3 separate regions of the Mus musculus genome follow, and regions 1 and 2 are each linked to region 3. The links are chromatin contacts, called in public Hi-C maps. All regions are on one chromosome and are shown on one strand. Each heading gives the region's core, a stretch centred on a gene start, on an enhancer-like site or on the middle of the called end of the contact. The rest is flanking DNA. Distances are from core to core; before and after follow the strand shown. Region 1 has its middle 42 kb from the start of Olfml3. Region 2 has its middle 21 kb from the start of Olfml3. Region 3 has its middle 34 kb from the start of Gm25869.

The links. A called contact is a pair of places that touch in the nucleus more often than the background predicts.
Region 1: a contact with region 3 is called in a Hi-C map of bone marrow-derived macrophages, with 23 read pairs. The contact joins two enhancer-like sites. A contact is called at or near these places in 2 of 39 promoter capture datasets (3T3-L1-derived adipocytes and neural stem cells), 1 of 15 datasets of contacts at CTCF or cohesin (the NIH/3T3 cell line), 3 of 484 Hi-C or Micro-C datasets (bone marrow-derived macrophages, cerebral cortex and nephron progenitors) and 1 of 9 other capture datasets (embryonic stem cells).
Region 2: a contact with region 3 is called in a Hi-C map of CD8 T cells, with 2.7 times the contacts expected there. The contact joins two enhancer-like sites. A contact is called at or near these places in 9 of 39 promoter capture datasets (the C10 cell line, cranial neural crest, embryonic stem cells and 6 more), 2 of 15 datasets of contacts at CTCF or cohesin (the NIH/3T3 cell line and pro-B cells), 6 of 484 Hi-C or Micro-C datasets (the AML12 cell line, CD8 T cells, bone marrow-derived macrophages and 3 more) and 5 of 115 datasets of contacts at active chromatin or transcription factors (T-cell acute lymphoblastic leukemia, double positive thymocytes, embryonic basal ganglia and 2 more).

Annotation. Positions count from the first base shown.
Region 1 is chr3:103,694,364-103,697,063 of GRCm38.p6, reverse strand. No RefSeq gene overlaps it. Among named protein-coding and RNA genes, the nearest start is that of Olfml3, 42 kb to the left of the region's middle. Within about 2 kb of position 1,348, at least 10 of the 459 cell types and tissues checked have an H3K27ac peak or open chromatin away from gene starts, as enhancers often do. A contact at or near this core is called in bone marrow-derived macrophages, where this site is marked.
Region 2 is chr3:103,715,658-103,718,357 of GRCm38.p6, reverse strand. No RefSeq gene overlaps it. Among named protein-coding and RNA genes, the nearest start is that of Olfml3, 21 kb to the left of the region's middle. Within about 2 kb of position 1,422, at least 97 of the 459 cell types and tissues checked have an H3K27ac peak or open chromatin away from gene starts, as enhancers often do. A contact at or near this core is called in CD8 T cells, double positive thymocytes and neural stem cells, where this site is marked.
Region 3 is chr3:103,391,626-103,394,325 of GRCm38.p6, reverse strand. It overlaps the pseudogene Gm25009. Among named protein-coding and RNA genes, the nearest start is that of Gm25869, 34 kb to the left of the region's middle. Within about 2 kb of position 1,310, at least 33 of the 459 cell types and tissues checked have an H3K27ac peak or open chromatin away from gene starts, as enhancers often do. A contact at or near this core is called in CD8 T cells, bone marrow-derived macrophages, double positive thymocytes and 1 more, where this site is marked.

The sequences.
Region 1 (2,700 bases), core at 99-2,598, 300 kb before region 3:
ACTTCCTGACTGCAGATGCACACCACCTACCTCAAGCTCCTGCTATCAGAGCTTCCTTGCCATGATGGACTGGACCTTGAAATGTGAGCCAAAATAAACCCTTTCTTCTGTAATTAACTTAATTACTTTTAATTAATTTAAATTTACTTCTGTCCGGGTTTTTGTCATATCAATATATGATATTGATAGCTAAGACACTGGTCTTCTAATCTGAGTGTGGGTGGTCTGGAGCTAGGGATGTGGAAGTCTGAGCCTGCCTTTAGCCTGCCTTTGTAGCCAAGGATCCCAGCCCTACCCCACCCCTGAGGAATTCTCATTTGGTGTCCTCTTTTGAGGAGCCTTCTTGCCTCCCCAAGTTTGGAATGTAGTGAATGGATGGGCCACTGGGAGTGGGTCATAGCCTAGGGCCTGTAATTCACATGGGTCAGGTTGTGGAATGATTGCTATCTCAGTGATGACTCAGTTAGCCTTGTTGGTGATACACAGAGGATACCTCTGTTCCCACAGAGCCCACAACAGGGCTCCTGAGCTTTTTCACAGCTGCCCAGTGCTGTCACTGCCTCTCTCAGGTGCACATGTGCTCTCTAAGTTCTGTAGTGCTATATGTGGTTTTTGTTTTAATTTGTTTGTTCTGTTTTTTTGTTTTTCCTGACAGAGCTTCTCTGTGTAGTCCTGGCTGTCCTGGAACTCACTCTGTAGACCAGGCTGGCCTCGAACTCAGAGGTTTGCCTGCCTCTACCTTCCAAGGGACCATGAGCGAGTCTCTCAAAGAATGCAGATGAATCCAATGTACATTCTACTTGAGAATGTCTCTAGGGCCTCACCCTCATTGACTTATACCTCCGTGATCTCCTTACTATTAGAAAACCACACAGGTATAATCACAACTAATATTTGTGATCATTCAATAAACACATTATATATTAAGTATCTGTTATCACATTTCACACAGCTCCAACACACCTTCTCCACTATCCTCCTCTTACAGATGAGAAAATTGAGGCTCAGAGAGGGCAAGTCGCTTTCTCAAGGTTGCAGAGTAAAACCAGCACCAGCATTATGAATCAGATCTAGGCGTTCTGACTGCAGATGCCTTCTGTGTCAAACCCCATCGAGGGCAGGTGTCCTATTTCTCTGTAGGAGAATCCCAGTCTGGTGTTCCAGTCACAGCAGGAGAATGATTCTATAAAGAAAAATAGCTCATATCCACCCAGTGAGCACACTACCTGGAGCAACAGTGTCATCTATCATTTAGCAACTGTGCCCTGAGCCCCTGCTGGGTGTGCAGCCAGCTCTGTGTAAGCAAGAAGCTTCCAGGCCTCCTATTTCCAGGGGGATGCAGTCATCGCCCAGTGATTCATTGATGACTGAAATGCAGGCTCTCTTGAGCTCATTAGTTCATCCTTCCTCAAACCAAGCAGTGGCTGGGAACGGTATGGAGATGATAAAGTATAAAAAGGGAGAAAGAAAGGAGGGGAGAGAGAGGGGGGGGAAGAGAGGAAGAGAGGAAGAGAGGAAGAAGAAAAAGAGAAAGGAAAAGAGACAGGGAAGTGGAAAGGAAGAAAGGGAGGAGAAGAAGGAAGGAGGGACTTGGAGGGGGAGGAGAGAGACAGAACCTCAAGGAAAACAGAACTTTGTCTAATGTTCTTGTGCTGGTTATTACGTTGTGCTATATGGTATTTGTGTCTGATCCTGTTCAGCCATACACAGACCCTCTGTGGTAGGCCTATGCATTTTTTTTGTGGTCCTCAGGGCCTTACGCATGTTAAATGCATGCTCTACCACTGAGGCACACGCTCATTCTGGCCAGGTAAAAAATTATTAGTCCTCCCCTTAAAATTTTAATGATGGAAACAAAAATATACCTAAAGGCAGTTTCTGGGAAAACCATTTGTTCTTTCCTGTCTTGTATCTTTCCTCACATTTGGCCTCCTGCCTTCTGCATGGCTATGCATTTTAGAGCTCCAAAGGGCCTCTAAGACATCTTTGTTGACAACAGTTTTGTCTGAGGGGATATCTGCAGAGTACGTTGTGAGCAAGAGGTGATTGTACTCATATAAATTCGCAGAGGACATGATCTCTGATCTCCTGGTGATTTTCTTGTTGCCTATGCAGCTGACACTTTTAGGCGGTAGTGGTCAGTTCCAGCCACCAGAGCATGGCTGTGAGCATCTGAGGTGCCATCCTGGATGTTCCTCAGATTGACGGCTTTGCATCCGGAGTAGCATCCAGTCAGGACCAGCACCACTTTCATGCCCTTGCCCATTTCAACAGCAAGCAGCTGGTGCCCAGCAGAGAGAAAAGAAGGCTCATTTATTATCCCACTTTGCAAAGAGGAATCTGAGATTCTGGAGATTAAAGATTGTTTAACCTTGGAGATCACTTAGAACTATAATCCTTTGAGTTTCATTGCCCTCCATTGAACTTAAGTTAGACTCTGATTACCAATACCACCATCACCAAGAATCTCAGATTTGTCTTCATTTTTGAGGATGCTAAGGGCACTAATCCTTTGGGGTTGTGATAAGGATTAAACATGGTAACCCATGGCCTACAGACAGGACTCCATAGATATCTTGTTTCCTCGTTATTGATCTAATAATGCTACAAAGTATCTGTCAGTGCTGGTTCTGAAGGCAGTCTACATCTAACAAATGTCAGTTGCCTCTTTCCAGTCTCAGGCATAACTTTCCTAAGGGT
Region 2 (2,700 bases), core at 173-2,672, 320 kb before region 3:
TCTTGGAAGATGTTTTTAGATTTCTCTGTACTGTAGGAGAAAATTTCCCACATGGGTAATTTTTCTTCATGAGAGTTTTATGGCTGCATAAGACTCTCCTCTTACCCAGCAGCCCAGCCTGACTGTGGGCCATTTATGTTTATCGCAAACAGCACTCGGTATTAGTTACTTTTCTCAGAGTTGTGACCAAGTAGCCAGCCAGTGCAGCCTAGAGAAGGAAGGGTTTATCTTGGGTCGCATCCCAGAAGGGGAAGACATGATGGAGGGGTGGGGAGGAAGGGGAAGAGGGGGGACGTGGTGTCTGTAATCAGGAAAAAGACTTGAATGCCGGGCTCAGTTCACATGCTCCAGTTCATTGGTTCTGGGTTCCCAGCCAACAGAAAGGTGGTGCCCTCCTTTAACATGGACCCTCCTTTTCTCAAACCTCTCTGGAGACCTCTCCCGGACACACTCAAAGGTTTCTAGGTGATGGTGATTTCGTCAAGTTGTCAATGAGGACTGAGCATCACACACTGAAGAGAACACACGCATTCCAACACAACCCATCAGACTACCTTCTCAGGCTAGCTTCCTGGAAGTCTAGTTGAGCAAGGCCTCTGGCATATATTGTCTAGCTGCCCCCTGGAAACTTTCCGTTCACAGGAGGAAGGCAGCTGTGGTTCTCTGAGCTCTGCCTATCACCAACACTGCAGCAACTCTCCCTTTCAAAACTGATGGACTGTGCTGCGTCGTGGTGATTTAGAACACAACTAATTCCTCCACTAACCTCACAGTTTTCTGGGGGTGCTTTGGGCCTGGCCCGCCTCCAGTAGCGCTGTGAACCCGCAGTCTACAGATGAGCTCCCTAGAGCAGCTGCATTCCATTGCTGAGGGGAGAGCGACTCTGTGCCCTGCAGAGTCACCACCGGGTACATTCTAGAATGCTGGGCTTGGTTCACATCATTTCATTTTCTTCCTCTTCTTCTTTCTCGTGGTCTCCTGGGGTGAGAGAAATAGCATTCACGTTCTATAGCTTCTGTCAGCTGCATCTCCAGTGGAGAAAGAGCTTCAGGGAGGCGTCCTGAGGCAAGGCTGCTGCTGTCTCTCAGATTACTCCCACATGGCACTGGTCCCTGTTCATGTTTGCAGAATGAGTCTGCTCATTGCCCCATCATCATTTAGACTTGTTCTTAGGTTGTGGGGAAAGAGAATGGTGGGCAGCTAAGTTGTTTACTACAGAGACCTCTCTCTCCCCCTCTCCGTGTGTGTGTGTGTGTGTGTGTGTGTGTGTGTGTGTGTGTGTGTAGCTGCCGCATGCTACTTGTAGGGAGGGAGCTGCCCTAGGGATCTCTTTGAACCCAACAATGGAAATATCTGGATGGTTTGTTCTGGGTCTGTGTCCAGGGTGACTCCCAGAAGCTGGCTCCTGCTAGAGAAGAGGCGGCATGTGGTGAGAGGTTGGGCTGAGGCCTGGCATTACAGACAGACTATGTGCAAACCCCAAAGGAGCCTCGGGTTGCACAGAACTTCTTTTGCTACTGTGGTCCTGGGGCAGTGGTAGTGGGGGGATATAGACTCTCTTCCTGTTTAGCTGCTAGGTCTTCTCTGCTATGGCAGCCACCCCCCCCCTTTTTTTTTCTTTTTCTTTTTTTTCTTTCTTTCTTTTTTTTTTTTTTGCTGTGGTGATTTCTCCATCTGCTAAAGATGGAAGATTTCAGAGCTGGATTGTTTTCCCTGGACCAAATTTCTCTCTCTCTGCCCAGGAGGCCTCCCCTTGCCGCAGCCTGTTCCTCTCCATTGTGTGCAAAGCGCTGCTGGTTTCTGGGCTAGGGTGAAGCATGCATACAGCTGTGGGTTGGCTCCATTCCAGGCGAAGTCACCAGAGACAAAGCAGTGGCCTATGGCTCCTGCGGCCACCACGGAGGAACAAAAGGTTGAGGTCTCTGCCACCCACGAAGCCACATTAAGACTGCCTTCTGCAGGGACACTCAAGGCCAGTGAGGGCAAGAGCCTTCTGCCCCCATTCATCTTCCAGCTCGGTAAATGCAAGCTTCTGAGACTGGGGCCAGACAACACGTCTCAGGTTCTGCAAGTTCTCCAGAACTGCTTCAGTTTTTGACTTTGTGTGTGTGTGTGTGTGTGTGTGTGTGTGTGTGTGTGTGTGTGATATGCTGTGCAAAAATTCTTATACCATTTGTGCTGTGAAACTTACTGCTAGCCAAGGTTTCTGTATATGCATCCTTGGGGAACCTATGAAAAACTCCCTCTTTAAAAGGGCTGAATTTTACACAAGTGTGAGGAATATTCCACAGCGTTTCTAATGAGAACAACTCCCTTCACAGAGCTTTTCATCAGCAGCAAATGCTGTGCGGTGGCTCACTTCACTTCAATGGCACCAGAAGCTGGGCATCGCCATTGCCAGGACCATTTGGCAAAGTAGGGAAGAGAAGCTTAGAGGCCAAATGACTAACCAATGCCATGTGGGACAGTTATCCATGAGCAAAATGCCAATCTGAACCCAAAGCCTATGCATGCCCTTAGATTTATAAGAATTTCCCTTGAGAGGCTAGGCAGTGAAGAGACAAGAATTGAATGTGGTTATATAAATGAATGTCAATATATATCTATACAGGTATTGATATAGACATATAGACACATGTGTATATATTAGGCTATAGACCAGGAAGGGACTTCGCCTGCTCACACAGAATCAGCAAAGCC
Region 3 (2,700 bases), core at 61-2,560:
CTCTACCCTGCTGCCCAGGCATGGTTCAGGGCCTGCTCTCCTGAGTAGTACAGTTGTACATGTGTGGGACATGGCCAGTTCTCCCACTCTCATGACTCTGGGGCCAGCTCTCCTGCCTGCCATAGATGGCAAGGGATGAGGAGGGAAGGAGGGCATCTCTCCCTTTTCCATGCCTCCACCCAGCAGACAAGAGGCAGGGCTGGCTCTCCCACACTCACACCCTCAGAACCAGATCACCAGCAACCACCACCACATCCAGAGCTGGCTCCGCTGTGCTGCCCAGGGCAAGAGCCGGCTCTCCCACTCTGACGACCTCGGAGCCAGTTCTCCTGCCTGCCATCGGTGGCAAGGGACAAGAGTGAGGGGAGACATTTCTCCCTCGAATGGAAGACAAGTGGTGGGGCCAGCAGCTCTCCCAAGCTCACGTCCTCAAAACTGGCTCACCCCCACCCCCACCATCAGGGGGAGCTCTACTGTGCTGCCCAGGCAAGGAGCAGGGCCTGCTCTGAGTGCCGCAGTAGGTGAAGGCAGGGCCTGCTCTCCTGCTCTCGTGGCCCCAGGCTCAGGTCTCCTGCCTGCTGCAGATAGTGAGAGGTGAGGAGGGAAGAGAGTATCTTTCCCTCCTACAGCCACTGCATAGGAGACTAGGGTAGGGCCAGGTCTCCCACACTGGCTAGTATCCTGGGGTGGGAGGACCACTCACAACTCCCACAATGTGCGCAATGAACGGGGCTTTCTCCCGAGTACTGCAGCTGCATAGGGCTGGGGTCAGCTTTCTGCTCCCACTCCCCCAAGGGCCAGCTCTTCCACGATGTCCAGGTAAGGGGTGGGGCCAGGTCTGCAGAACCCTCAGACATGTCCCTGGGTGGTAGGAATGTCTGTCTGGCCTTTGGTGGTAACAGACCCCTGCTGCTACAGGGCCATGGTCCAGATGTGCTCCCCTGTGGCAGCACAGGCCAGGACCCCACCACGGTCCCAGGTGGCATCACTGGCTAACACATCAGCTACTCACACCAGCCTGTTTCTCACTACCCTTGAGTCTCCAGCTCTGCCTTTTTTCACTGTGCCCACATCCTTCTCTTTCTTTTTCTCTCCCATCTCTCCACCACTTCTTTGCTCCTTTTAGTGGTGCCAGGAGTTTGGGTGTCTGGAGTCACCTCAGGAGTGATCTCAGGAGTGCTATGCCAAGATGGTGCGTTATGGCACCTGGCATGGGTCATCTCAGGTATGGTCTGCCTCCACCCTGTGTAGAACAAGACTGGTGGTCATCTCAGGATCGCTTTCTTCAGGGAATGTTAGGCTACTAATCAGAGCATAGTCATCGTCTCTCCTCTGCCACCTAGTGGTCAATATGTGACATAGCAGCCACACTTGCAATGCTTCTAGGGACAGGGATTTTAATTTTTTTTTATATTTATGTATTTAATTTTATGTGTATGGGTGTTTGGCCTGCATGTATGTCTGTGCACTATATTCATGCTGAAGCCTACAGAGGTCAGAAGAGAGATCAGATCCCCTGGAACTAGATCTACAGATGGATGTGAACCACCACATGGTTACTGGGATTCAAGCCCAGGTCCTCTGGAAGAGCAGCCAGTCCCCTTAACCACTGAGCCATCTCTCCAGCCCCAACCTGTTTGTTTGTTTGTTTGTTTGTTTGTTTTTCTTACTGTCAGCATTTAAATCCATACAAATCCCTCTAAACTCTGCTTCAGCTACACTCCAGAAACTTCCGCATGGTACGTCTAAATCCTCACTTCAGGTCAAGTATTTTCTAACTTCACTCTTGAATCCCCTAGTGCTGTGCTGGTCATTTAGAAGTAGGTGGCTCTGTTTCCCTACATTGTGTATTGCTATTGATTGCTGGCATCTGAGAGCATACTGTGTGCACCACAGGTTTTAGGGCTGACCTATGGTCTATGTTATGGGGACCATAGCATACCATCTAGAAAACATTCAGTTCTGAAGATGGCATGTGTGATGTTTATACCAATTAGGACAGAATCGATTGCATTGCTCAAACCCTTTAAATTCTGTGCTCTTTTTCTAGTTTCTCTGTCAGTTGCTGTCTTAGGGTGTCCATTCCTGCACAAACATCATGACCAGGAGGCAAGTTGGGGAGGAAAGGGTTTATTCAGCTTACACTTCCACATTGCTGTTCATCACCAAGGGAAGTCAGGACTGGAACTCAAGCAGGTCAGGAAGCAGGAGCTGATGCAGAAGCCACGGAGGGATGTTCTTTACTGGCTTGCTTCCCCTGGCTTGCTCAGCCTGCTCTTTTATAGATCCAAGACTACCAGCCCAGGGATGGTCCCACCCATAAGGGGCCTTTCCCCCTTGATCACTAATTGAGAAAATGCCTTACAGCTGGATCTCATGGAGGCATTTCCCCAACTGAAGCTCCTTTTTTTTGTGATAACTCCAGCCTGTGTCAAGTTGACACAAAACCAGCCGGTACAGTTGCTGAGATGGGGCCAGTGCCTCCTGGTGTTTGAAGCTGATATTAGGTGCACAGGTGTCCTTACTGTTTTCTTGGCACCTTGATTAGCTTATCATTGCAAAAGATCCTGCATTTATCCCTGATCATGCTTTTTGTCTTGAAGTCCATCTTCTCTGCCTGAGCCTCTCACAACTGAAGTAAATCGACGTCCTTTAAACTTCGCTACGAGACTGCCTCACACTGGTATCCCCCACCCCATC